2 separate regions of the Ovis aries genome follow, and region 1 is linked to region 2. A link is a contact called in public Hi-C data. All regions are on one chromosome and are shown on one strand. Each heading gives the region's core, a stretch centred on a gene start, on an enhancer-like site or on the middle of the called end of the contact. The rest is flanking DNA. Distances are from core to core; before and after follow the strand shown. Region 1 overlaps RARA (retinoic acid receptor alpha). Region 2 holds the start of RARA (retinoic acid receptor alpha).

Evidence for each region. Hi-C and Micro-C count contacts between places; a contact is called where the count stands out from the background.
Region 1: a contact with region 2 is called in a Hi-C map of hypothalamus, with 7 times the contacts expected there. The contact joins the enhancer-like site here to the promoter of RARA in region 2. A contact is called at or near these places in 14 of 16 Hi-C or Micro-C datasets (blood, hypothalamus, liver and 6 more).

What each region holds. Positions count from the first base shown.
Region 1 is chr11:40,335,639-40,341,567 of ARS-UI_Ramb_v3.0, reverse strand. It overlaps RARA (retinoic acid receptor alpha), which reads right to left. Exons shown (of 9, transcript XM_060395598.1): 3 at 3,744-3,892; 4 at 2,270-2,411; 5 at 196-356. Among named protein-coding and RNA genes, the nearest start is that of GJD3, 16 kb to the left of the region's middle. Within about 2 kb of position 3,432, at least 11 of the 54 cell types and tissues checked have an H3K27ac peak or open chromatin away from gene starts, as enhancers often do. A contact at or near this core is called in hypothalamus and muscle, where this site is marked.
Region 2 is chr11:40,300,231-40,306,246 of ARS-UI_Ramb_v3.0, reverse strand. RARA (retinoic acid receptor alpha) reads right to left here and starts at 3,073. Exons shown (of 9, transcript XM_060395598.1): 1 at 2,995-3,073. It overlaps LOC121820693 (a long non-coding RNA gene), which reads left to right and starts at 2,718. Exons shown (of 3, transcript XR_009595592.1): 1 at 2,718-2,921; 2 at 3,014-3,240; 3 at 3,406-6,016.

The DNA of each region.
Region 1 (5,929 bases), core at 2,183-4,682, 35 kb before region 2:
TGCCCTCTACTGGCCTTCACTTCCTGAGAGGCGGGGAAGGGGCAGACAAGGCAGCCCAAGCAGGGCTGCGGAGGGGCAGGCCTGGAAGAAGCAGGTGTGCCCCTGGGGGGCTGTACCGAAGTGTATTTGCCCAGCCTGGGGGAGGGGCAGGCCTGACAGCTGGAGGGCATGAGGTTGGCGGGGGGTGGGCCATACCGTAGTGTATTTGCCCAGTTGGCAGAGCGCAGGGAAGGTCTCCTGATGCGCTTTGCGCACCTTCTCGATGAGCTCCCCCACCTCCGGTGTCAACGTGTAGCTCTCAGAGCACTCAGGCTTGGGCACCTCCTTCTTCTTCTTGTTCCGGTCATTTCTCACGGCTGTGGAGGGCCCAGGCCGCACAGTGAGAGGGCAGGTGGGGTCAGTGGTCCATCCCCCCAGCCGTCCAACCCCAGCCCAAGCTCCGCCCACCAGACTAAGAACTGTCACTGCACAGAAGTGCACACACGTGAGCGCGCAGGCAGGCGGGACATCCGCACAGCCGGTCCCTTGGCCCCCCCCCCCCCCGCTGCGGTGCCCACCCGGCCCTCACGCTGAGGCCTGCCCCAGGGCCTGTGACCACAGCATGCGTGCCCCAGACCAGCTCGCTCTCCGGGCGTCTGCTCCAGCTCACTCTCCAGGGTGAAAGCCCGTGTGCAGGTGTCCCAGGTCTGTGCTCCCAGCCTCCCTGCCCCCGGCCCTCCTGGCAGTGCTCGGGATGGGCTCAGAGCAGCTCCCTGGGCGGGCAGACACGGAGTAGGGCTCCCCAGCCTGAGAGTAGGGGGCCGGGTGGGAGACTCTCTCGGCCCATTAGCCGGGGGAGCTGACAAATCGCCGGGGGCGCTGAGCCGCACACACCACTCGGCTTTAAAGAAGCGATGGGGTCGTTACCAGCCGATTATCCCAGACACACAATCACTCACGGGGCCAGTGGTGGCGGCTGCTGACGCTGGAGGAAGAGAGGGTGGGGGGTGGGGGACCCAGGGAGGGGGTAGCAGGGTGGGGGGGGAGCTGGCATAATTTGGAGATCACTCATGTCGATTCTGCAAATTCAATAAAGTGCAAGGGAGAGAAGGGAGCGGGAGAGAGAGAGAGGGGGGATAATTTGGGAAGAGAAAATTGCAGCTGTGACAAGACGTTTATCATTCGGAAGCTTTAATTCTATTGAAATGGCAGCTGCTCAGCTCCGGGGCACAGAGCAGCCAGGGAGGAGGTGGAGGGAGGGGAAGGGGGAGTTGGCAGTGGGAGGGACAGGGGGCCCCACCCTGGTCCCCCTGCCATGAAAAGCTCTGGGATCCGAAGGTGGCAGAAGCAGAGGAGGAGGAGGTGCTGGGCCTGCAGAGAAGGGTCCCAGGTCTGCAGGTCCCAAGTTGTCTCCCGCTCTGCAGCGTGGAGCCACCACTTCCTATGCTGCAGAACAACACAGCCCTTTCCTCCTGAGGCAGGAGGTGGCCGGGTACTTCAGGGTCCCTCTGCTCCTGTCCCCCAACCATGTCCCCTCCCCACTTCCTTCTTCCACTGCCCTGCCCACAAAGGGCTAGAGGGTCCTGCAGCCCCCTCCCCCACCCCTTCCCCCAAGGCTCGGGCTCCATGGCAACGGCCACGCAGACAAGGAGGCGTCTGTCAGCGTCATTTATCTCTGACATCATCAATCACCGGTCACCAAGGCAACACCCATGATTCAACACAAGAGGGTCTCCCTGTCCAGCCCTCCTTCTTTCCCTCCATCGGGCCTCAGCTGAGCCCAAACTGGAAACCCCCATTCCTCTGGGACTAGAGAAGTCCCAATTCGCTCCTCCAACTCCAGGTCCCAGGCTCCACGAGACAAAGGCTCTTAGATCCCGGTGCCTGCAGCAACCCCAACACATGCACACAAATACCCAGCAGCACCCCTGTCCTCAGATGCACGATTGGGATGGGGGGACTCCGGGATGCTTCCGAGCCCAGCCCCAAAGCCAGTCAGAGCCTGGAAGCAAGCTGGCAGGGGCAGACACGTGCACACACGTGAGCAAGCCCACACAGCCCGCCTCACACGAACAGGAAGGGCTGTCCGCCCATGGACACACAGATGGTGAGACAGACAGGTCCGTGCAGCTATACATGAACTGTCCTCAACCATGAGCCAAGGCACCGCATCACGGTAAGGTCCATTTACACCCACACGCTCATCCACATGCCCCTGCTCCTCTGGCTTTAGGGGCCAGGAGCTCACACCCTGCCCGGTGCGCGGCACAGCCCCGTCAGTGGCACTCACACTCCTTGGACATGCCCACTTCGAAGCACTTCTGCAGCCGACAGTACTGGCAACGGTTCCGGGTCACCTTGTTGATGATGCAGTTCTTGTCCCGGTGACACGTGTACACCATGTTCTTCTGGATGCTGCGGCGGAAGAAGCCCTGGGTATAGAGAGCAGGGCGTCAGGTCAGCCACACCCACAGTCGAGCAGTGCTGGCCTATAGCCTCAGTTCGAGGGCTGAGGGTCAGGCGACTACTGTCCCCAAGCCTTTGGCCATCCCCTACCCGAGAAGGCCAGATAAGACGGGGAGAAGGGTACACCTACAAGGATACCCCGGGAAGAATCTGAGCATCTGCTGCCTCCACACTGGGATGGGGAGGGGGCTTCCCCCACCCTGCGCACATAGACCTGGCTTCCTCACCCTGGGGAAGGGGACCACAGGCTGCTGGTGGGTCAGGAAAAGGGGCAGACGGGGCTAGATGGGAGACAGAGCTCTAGAACCCACAGCCCTGGGCTCGGAGTGCAAGAAAAGAAGACAAGCAGGAGGGGCCAGAGAGATACACACACAGGCTGGCCTGGCCTGACAGGTGGAGACATGAGTGCTCACAGGCAAGGCGGCAATACACATGTTCACTAACCAGGCAGATGAGCACAGATCACAGGGTGACTAGGTTGGTCAGAGGCTGCCCATGTGGGCTAACAGAGAGATGGACAGATGCCTGACCAGGGCAGACCACGAACAGCTGGTCTGGACCGGACAGACAGACAGAGTCCAAGGCCTTGTGCTTTTTGCCCTTGACCTCTGCCCCACACCTAGTGGCCACTCCACACTGAGAGGGAGCCGTAGGGCCCCAAGCCCCAAAGCTGTGCAGCTTCTGATCCCCAATCCCTGGGGAAGAAACAGGTATACAGAGACTCAAGCCCTGGGGAGAGGAAGCGGGAAGGTCATGCCCACAGCTTCCGGAAAGGTGGCAGTCCCGTCTGCACCCTGGAGCCTAACGTGGGCACATGGAAATCCGGCCAGACGCTGGGGAGCCCCAGCCCGGGCACCTGAAGGAGAGGCCAAGGCAAGGCGCCTGCTCCTGACGGCCTCCTGCCAGGCTGCCATGGTGAGGTGCGGGCAGGCCACCAGGGGCAGGCCTCCTGGGTCCCCAGCCAAGAGCCAGTCGGCAGCCAGTTCACCATGGCAACGCGGGCAGCGGGAGCAGAGCGGGTGTGAGCCCTGCCAGCTGGAGGATGGAGATGCTGGGGGCAGAGTCAGGGCTGGAGGAGGACCTCCGGTTTGGGAGACCCCTGCTCATCTATGGTAAGGAGGTCCTGCTGAAGGCTTCCTCTACTCCAAGGCTGCTGCCACCTTCCGCACAGAAGTTAGAGCAGCAGCTTTAGGGATACCCCCACATTCACCACTACCAGTACAGTCCCCAGACCCGGCAATGGGAACATCCCACTTATCTAATCAGGACTGTCCTTCCCCACGACCCCCTGGACTCACCTTGCAACCCTCACAGGCGCTGACCCCATAGTGGTAGCCTGAGGATTTGTCTTGACAGACAAAGCAAGGCTTGTAGATGCGGGGGAGGGGAGGCGGCGAGGGGGGGCTGGGCACGATCTCTTCGGAACTGCTGCTCTGGGTCTCGATGGCTAGAAACAGAAGGGCGGTTAGAGAACCAGGCCACCACCCTCAGCATGGCGCACACCTGGCCTCCAGGTCTCATCCAGGAGCCTCTCCCAGCTGCCCCAGGGCTGCCAGATGTCAACCTGGGGCAGGGGCAGTCTTGGGAAAGTTGGCACTCCCCCCAGCCAGACTGCCAATGACGCCTCCAGCACCCCATCAGTCCTGCCTACTTTCCCAGGACCCCACCTTCAAAACCAGAAACATCACATAATAAACCATCAGATTAGTAGGTGGATGTGACTATACTGGGTGGCCAGGTGTAGGTGTCAGCCTGGGTCCACAGCCCTGGCCACCCCCCCACACCCAGTCCCACCTCCCCCAGGTGAGGAAGGGGTTAAGGCCTGAAGGAGGGAGGGGCCAGGACAGAAGCTGGGGGCAGAGGAAACTGGGGTCAACAGGATATTCAAAGTTGGCCACTCCCCTACCCCTCTGCTTCCGCTCCCCTCTCCACCCCCACTACCAGCAGCGACAGCCCCTCCTCCGCCCAAGCGACCCCTGGCCAGGGACCCAAGGCCTGGTGCAGAGTCAGGAACACTGGGGCACAGCAGGCAGGGACTCCCTCAGAGAAGCAGGGGGACCCCGTGGAGACGGGGGAAGAGTCCCTGTGGGTCCCGGAAGCCCATGGCTCTGAGTGCACCCTGGCTGGGGGGAAAGCATGACAAAGGGGGTCTGTTCCCATCAATGCTCTGTCTGTCTGGCCATAGAGTCCATAGTATGTCCGGGTTACTGTCCCCCTCCCCTCTTGTTATTCAGCTCCAAGAGGGCAGCCAGGAGGGTGACCCCGCCAGCAGGGGCAGCCCCCACTAGCGGAATCCTCCCCAGTGCCTGGCCCCATGCCCATCACCTAGGCAGAACAGGGCTGGGCTAGGTGGGGGCTGTCTGTGCCTCAAGCAAGGGCAGCTCCGGGTGCACTGTACTGGATGGGAACTGTGACCCGGCCACCCCCAGATTCCCAAGGGGCCAGTGGCAGCCTCCTGAGGCCTTTGCCAAGTCCACTGGTCCAGGGCCAAGGATGCCTCCCTAAGTAGATAGATCCCTACCTCCTCCCACACCCCAGACTCCTACCTAGCCTCACCCCAAACCCCAGCACACGAGGTTCTGGAATTCAGCAGGGCCCAGAGTTCCAGCCCAAGCACCTCATAGCATCTCACATGGCTCATGTGGCCCCAAAATCCAAGCACAGAGAAAAGCAGCACTCAGATGGGGGGCTGGCAAGCTGCAGGCTACCACCCTCCCCCCTTACCTGCAGACACAACCAGAGACTGCCAGGCGGCCGATGACAGGGAACCAGGCCAACAACCTTGGCAAGGCTTTCCTGGCTCTTAGTTGGGCCCGGGCACCACTTCCCTGGTCAGCCCGCTGACCAGCACTGCTATGGCCCTGCGTCCCTGTCCCTGCCCGTAGAGCAGCCTGCAGCAAAGGGTCAGTGGATGCTCACAGAACACCCCCAGAGATCCAGCCTCTGCTGACCCTCCCCCACTACTCTGCTCCTCACCCCAAATCGAACTGTCCTGGCCTGGTTTTCCCCCACCTCACTCTCCCGGAGGCCAGACAAGCAAATCAGACAGGCGAGAGGCCTGAGAACAGCTGCTGTGGGGGAGCAGGGTTGGGGGGCCTGGGTGAGGCCAGGAGGCAGAGGGGTGAGCGACAAAGGAGCCCTTTGTTGTGCTAACTTTTTCCAAGACGTAAAAGGAGTAACAATAGACAATCCAGACTAGTGGGGGGTGGGGTTGTCAAGGACAAGGGGATGTGGGGGGGACCGTGGCCTAGAATCCGTCAGCGTTCCAACAAGCAGGGGACCCAATAAGCAGAGGCTGGAGGCACTGACCTACCCCCCTCCCATCCGCTCCTATCCAGTCTTTGCCCTGGGCCCACCTCCCCCAAGTCTCAAACCTCTCCAATGGACCAGAAGGCAGGGGGAGAAAGGACAGAGGGAGCTCTGAGTTCAGAGTGGGCTTGAGAGAGGGGAGGGGCATGGACGCACAGGGGGTGCCCGGGTGAAG
Region 2 (6,016 bases), core at 1,824-4,323:
CCTTTCTCGCCCACAGCTGCCCAAAGAGCAGGAAATGAGGGGGGCAGGGAGGCCCATGTCCTGCTCTCCCCCACAAACTCCCAGCCCCAAATCAGGTCCAGCCCTCCAGCCTGGGATGAGTGCCAACTTGGCCATCTCGGGGGCACCCCACACCCCTTCCCTAGGGGGAGGCCTGCCCATAAGTGCCTACAATCTGAGAGCTGTCCTCACCCCACGGGAGGGGGAGAGGAGGCCAGCGGTCTGGAGGGAAACCTTCCCAATTTCTGACAAATCAGTGCCAACCACACTGTGGGCACCGAGAGGGCAGGGCCTGGCTCCACGGACTGGTCTTTTGAGGGCAGAGGGAATCGGTGTGGGGAACTCTGTGCTGGTTCTCTTCATCCTGGCCCAGCTGGAAGGAAGACAAAATAGTGCCCCAGCCTCAATTATGCTAATCCCCCATTCCCCTAAATGTGTGGGTGCAGACAGAGGGGTTTTGGTAGCCACCCCCAGATGCCATGGGGAAAAAAGCTTTAGAGGAGAGGTCTTGGCTCCCACACATAAAGATGGAAGCCTGGAGGCAAGAACAGGTCATGCCTGCCAGGCTGGGCATATGCTGCCCCCAAGCTGAGTCAGAGGCTGGGAGGGAGGAGCCAGACGCTGGGTGCCAGGGGCTACAGAGCCTCCACCCCTATCCTACCTGGGACTCCTGACACCTCCAAGCCCTGGGAGAAGGCCCTCCCTGCGCAGGAGGAAGGAAACCAGCTTAGCGACTCTCTGGAGGCCTGCAGGGCAGCTCTGCACCAGGAGGCAGGCGGGAAACCCAGGAGTCTTGGCTCCTGGCCCAGGGAGGGAGTGAGAGAAATACCTCGGAGGGGAGGAAACAGCTTGGAGAGAGGCAGACACAAGTGCCCCCAGCAGCTCCCAGAGGCGACCCTCCAGGAGGAACTGGCCAGAGGGGCTGCAGGGGGGAAGTGAACACATTTCTGAACAAGAAGGGAGAAGAAGGCAGAGCCCTAGGGATACAGGAAGCAGGGCAGGCCAGCCAGGCTCTCACCTGCTCTCCTCTCCTCCCATCAGAGCCTGTCAGAGTCCGAAGTGCTTATTAAGGGCACTAAATATCAGGGAGGTCCTAGGGGCCTACGTGTGTTCCCCCCTCCCCTTATCTCCAGACCTCAGCCTGTTCGTTCCTGAGCTTCCCCTGGCACCCCTCCCCTGGGGCCCAGCCAAGTCAGGAGTCAGCAGGCCCAAGGTGGTGCCTGGGAGGCCTGGGCAGTGCCAGGGGCAGCCCTCATACCATCCTCCCACTGGCTTCCCTCCCGCCTGCTCTCGGCCGCCACACATATCTCAGCTGTCGAATCCGATTAGGGCTCTTGCCCAGTGAGCCGGACAAGGAGGCCACTGGGCAGGGGAGAGACAGGGACAAGGACGCTGAGCAGGAATGGCAGGAGGAAGGTGGAGACGGGGCTCAGGGGAGAAGGTGTGGAGCCCCAGAGGACCAGAGAGCTGATAGCCAGCTATGACCCGCATTAGGGGAACTCTGCAGCCCCTAGGGCAACAACCTGGTTCCTCCATCCCAGAGATGGGCAAGGATGGGGGGAGGAAACTGAAGGCAGAGAGATGACCTAGATTAGAAAAAGAATCCCATGCTGGAGCACATCCCCGCCCCCCCACCCCGCCACACCCCCACCCACTACCGTTTGTACTGGGCTGTAGGATACATCGTCTTATGAGGTCTTTATGGCTGCATCCCTATCAGGCAAGCTGGGCTTGTTACTAATAGCCAATTTTATAAATTAAGAAACTAGAGGCTTAGAGACCTGCATAAATGCACGTAGTCAAATAAGCGAGCTGAGTCTCAAATTCAGGCTTGACTCTCAGTCCACTGCTCACAAGCAGAATTTACTTTCCTTCCTTGGTCAAGAGCAAAACTGAGTCTGAAGTCGCTCCATTATCCACATTTTCCTCCAAAAGCACCCCTTAGGGGATCTGGGGGATCATGGAGGAATACAGAACATACCCTACACCTAGACAGAGTGACCAGATAGGGGTGCGCCACCCACCCACCACACAGAGAGCTAGAGGGGTTCCCTCAAAGTGTGACCTGTCCCTTCCATGGCTCCTCAGCCCAGTCTGCTACACCCAGAGGCAATACACACACTTACACACACGGTTACTCAGACAAGTCATACACCCCTCTTGCCGACCCACCAAACCAGAATGGGATGCCCAAGATCTTCAGAGAACAAGGCCTGTCAGCCCCCCAGGAGAGGGACAAACGAGTCACGAAAACACCAGGTATCATCCACCCCTCTCCCAGAGAGCCTGCAGGAGGGCAGAAGCTTCAGGGCAACACCAGGAGCTCGAGCTCTGAAAGCCAAGGAGCCCAGGGAGCTGGCATGGCTGGGTGGCCTCCCTGATTTGGTCCACACCCCCTTCCCCAGCCATCTGGGCTGATTCTATTCTGGCCTGGGCCGCACTCTGGGATCTCTCCCCTTCCATGCATATAGCCACCCCTATCCCAAGCTTATAGATCTTACAACCATATGGTCTACACACACACACACACACACACACACGGAGTGGGTGTGTGGGGGGCCGCTTTTCCATAGGTGTTGAGGTGTTGGCAAGGATGGGAAGGGCTCTAACCTGAAAGAACTTCCCCCCACCCCAGGGAAAGGTCACCCCCACCCCCCCCAAAAAGCTCACAATCTCCACCACCCTCCCACACAGCCTTTGGCCACTCCAACGTGCCTTGAGCCTGGAAGGGGAGACTGGTTCTACAAGGAGAGTAGGGAGTGGGGGGCAAAGTCCTGGGCTCTCAGGGGCGGGGAGGGAGGGCAGAGAGGAAGCAAGAGAGAAATCCCCAGGGAGTCTTGGCTTCCCCAGCGGTCTCCCGGTCCCGCTCCCGGTCACCTTAGCGTGCCAGTTCTCCCCTCGAGGTGAGGTGGGGGAAGGGGGATTAGGAAACACTGCAAAGGAGGGTGCGGGGTCTGGCGCCCGGGCAGACCTTACCCCCACTTTCCATTCTTAGGCGGAGAACGGGAATGCCTGAGGGGCGTGCAGCAAGGACGCCGGAGGGCGCAGGGGCTCCGAGCTCCCAGGCCCCCACCTCCCTGGACTACAGCGAGCCGTGGGGGAGGAGAGATGGGGAAAGCCTGAACTGCCGAGAGGGAAACGGTCAGATGAGAAGCGGAGAGGCCGGGCGGAAGGCGGCCGAGGCAGAATTGGGAAGGGGTGTTCGAGGTCCTACCTGCTCAGGTACGTGCCGGCGGGGGGCGATGGGGTTCCCAGGAGAACCGGGGAAGCCCTCTCAGCTCGATTCAGGATTCCCCCCTGCTTCTGGGTTAGGCTGCTGCAAGAGGCACAGGTTCCCGTTGGGTCCTAAAGCCCACTCTCCAAACTCTCCCCGCCCTCTTCCACCAGCCGTGACTGGGTCAGCGGGTGCAGAGCTGAAATCGATGGGGAAGAAAGAACTCACTGGTGAAAGACGAGGTCTGAGTCATGGGCTGGGGACAGCCACAGTCCCCGGTGTCAAATACACAGCACATGGGAGATTTTAGTTGAGGATATTATGGGACAGAATTAAAGAAAACATTGCCTCTGCCTGGCCTGAACGGATGGATTTGAGCTTTGGGACTGAAGGTGGGGTTATGATGGCTTTTCTCACCACTCCCAACTAGCCTGGGATCTGGGGAAGGGGGGTGGTCACTTTGGACAGGAGCTCACTTCTACTCTCCCCCTCCTAGACAGAGCACAGTCTCCCCTAAATGCCTAGGAGGAGGAGGTCATGCCAAGGGGAAAGAAGACACTGATTTCTAGCAAGTGGAAAGGGCAGTATGACTTAGGTAGCAATTGGAAATTGGCATTTTTATATCCTTAGACTGAGCCCTGTGTGTCTGGGAGTGTGTTGGCTTGTGCAGACATACGTAGCCAGGTGAGAGGATAAGCCGGTGGGGCTGGGAGTCTTTGGGTTACACCCTTTGGCAGGAATGGCAGCGGTCAGTGAAGGAAGGGGATGCAGAACCTAGGGGTCGACTCGGGCTCCCTACCTGGCCCTCAGTTGGGTCCTGAAGCTTTACCAGAATGAATATGTTAAAGGAGAGTATTTTCCCAGGTACTATTTAGGATAAATAGGGGGCAAGAGGGCCTCAGCATTAGATCAACTTCAAGGTTTTTGTTGTCTAGTCGCTCAGTCATGTCCGATTCTTGGTGACCGCATGGACTGTAGCCCACCAGGCTCCTCTGTCCCTGGGCTTCTCCAGGCAAGAGCACTGAGGTGGGTTGCCATTTTCTTCTCCAGGGAACCTTCCTGACCCAGGGGTCAAATCCTGTATTTTGGCAGGTGGATTCTTTACCGCTGAGCCACCAGGGAAGCCCGCAACTTCAAGGTTACAGACCCAGTTTAGAATAGTCCAAACTCTCAAAGGGAGAACTCAGGGTTGGGGGGCAAGGTGGGCCAGGAAATGTGGAGGGAAGGCCGAAGAGGGCCTGGTAAACATTTTGCAAGCACCTCCAGCAGCAAAGCAGGGGAAACGTCACAGGGTGAAGGGCCAGGGGAAGTCAGGGACAGAGTCATGGAAGGGAGAGGGCACGGCCTCTTCCTAGAAGGGGGAGAGGGTGGCAGCAGTGCCTCCACCCCTGCGTCAGTCTGGCAGGAACTGGGGAGAGGAGCTGGATGGCAGGTTTGGAGGGCCCCAGGGTGGAGCCGGTGGGGTGAGCTCAGGTCAAGCCTTTCACCCTAATGTGCCTCAGTTCTCTCCCAGCTGTTAACCAGGGCTCTGGGTTCTTCCCAGGCAGTTAATGAGTGTTTACAGAAGAGCTTGGAGATCTTCAGATCTCAGCTGGGCCACCACTACAGTTATAAAGCTCAATAAGGGCTGAGTGTCAGTGGGGAGGGGAGGAGCAGGGGAAGAGGGAAACAGACGACTCTCTTACAACCTAAGGATAAAGCCACGCTCAGAGAGCAGAGCCAGCCTCAGCTGCCACAGGATATCCTTGTGCCCAGGGATGGAGGTCACGTACCCTCATCCTTCTTACCACCACCAAAGGCTGGCCCGCAGCTAAGTGTGGGCAGAACCCAGACTACAGCCGGTCTTCATTAACTCCAGCTCTTTTTCACCCCCCACTGTGAACCCACAGCTTCTACAGGCCCAGGCTGGAGGGGCTGCCCTAGCCCGACCTCGCTGCTGACTCTGGGGTAGGGGGCACCGTACTGTAGGCCAAGCTACCAGCTGAAAATAAGGTCGAAGCAAGACTCGCTTTTCCCACTGGGAGTGAGCAGAGAGGAAAGAAAGGAGTGTGGGGGTGAGAGGGTGGAGGTGGGGGAATTTAGGGCAAACAGCAGGCAGTGAAGTCAACTGGATCTAGGCCCAGAAACCCCCACACCCTGGGGCCAAGTCTTACTCTAGCTTTGCTTCCAGCCCGGTTTTGGCTGGGCCCCAAACTAGGGAAGGCCCTGGCTGCCCCTTTCCGCCTCCCTACCCCCACCCTTATTAAATACACATTTTATCTCTCAGCATCTTCATTATCTTAACTGAAGGAGACAAGCAGTGGATGGCGGGCGGCAGAGAGCATCAGGAGGGGGGGGCGGGTGTGGGGAGCAGGCGCACCCTTGTTGTAAAGTGCTGATGAAGCTCTTTCAGGCAGTGTGGGAAACAGAGGCGGGATCAAAGGCAGCGAGGCTGATTCAGAACTCAATTAGAGCTTTTTAAAAAAGGAGCTGGCTCCCTCCTTTTGCCAGGCTTCAGACAGCCTTTACCCAGGCCCCTCGCACCCAATTAGCTTCTACTGGGGGCCTGGGGCCGGGGTTGAAAACCAAGGGGAGGCCAGAAGGCACAGCTTCTCCCCCTGCAGACCTACCCCTTCTAAGGCGGAGACCTGCTGCTGTGCGTAACTTAAAAGGTCTCGGAGGGCACCTGATCTTTTCAGGAGGAACCTGAGATCACACCTTTTCCTCAAAAGTTAAAACAGGACACCAAAGTTGGGCTCCTCCCTAACCCCTTGCCAACTAGAGGCTGCGCAGCTTCTGGCCCAT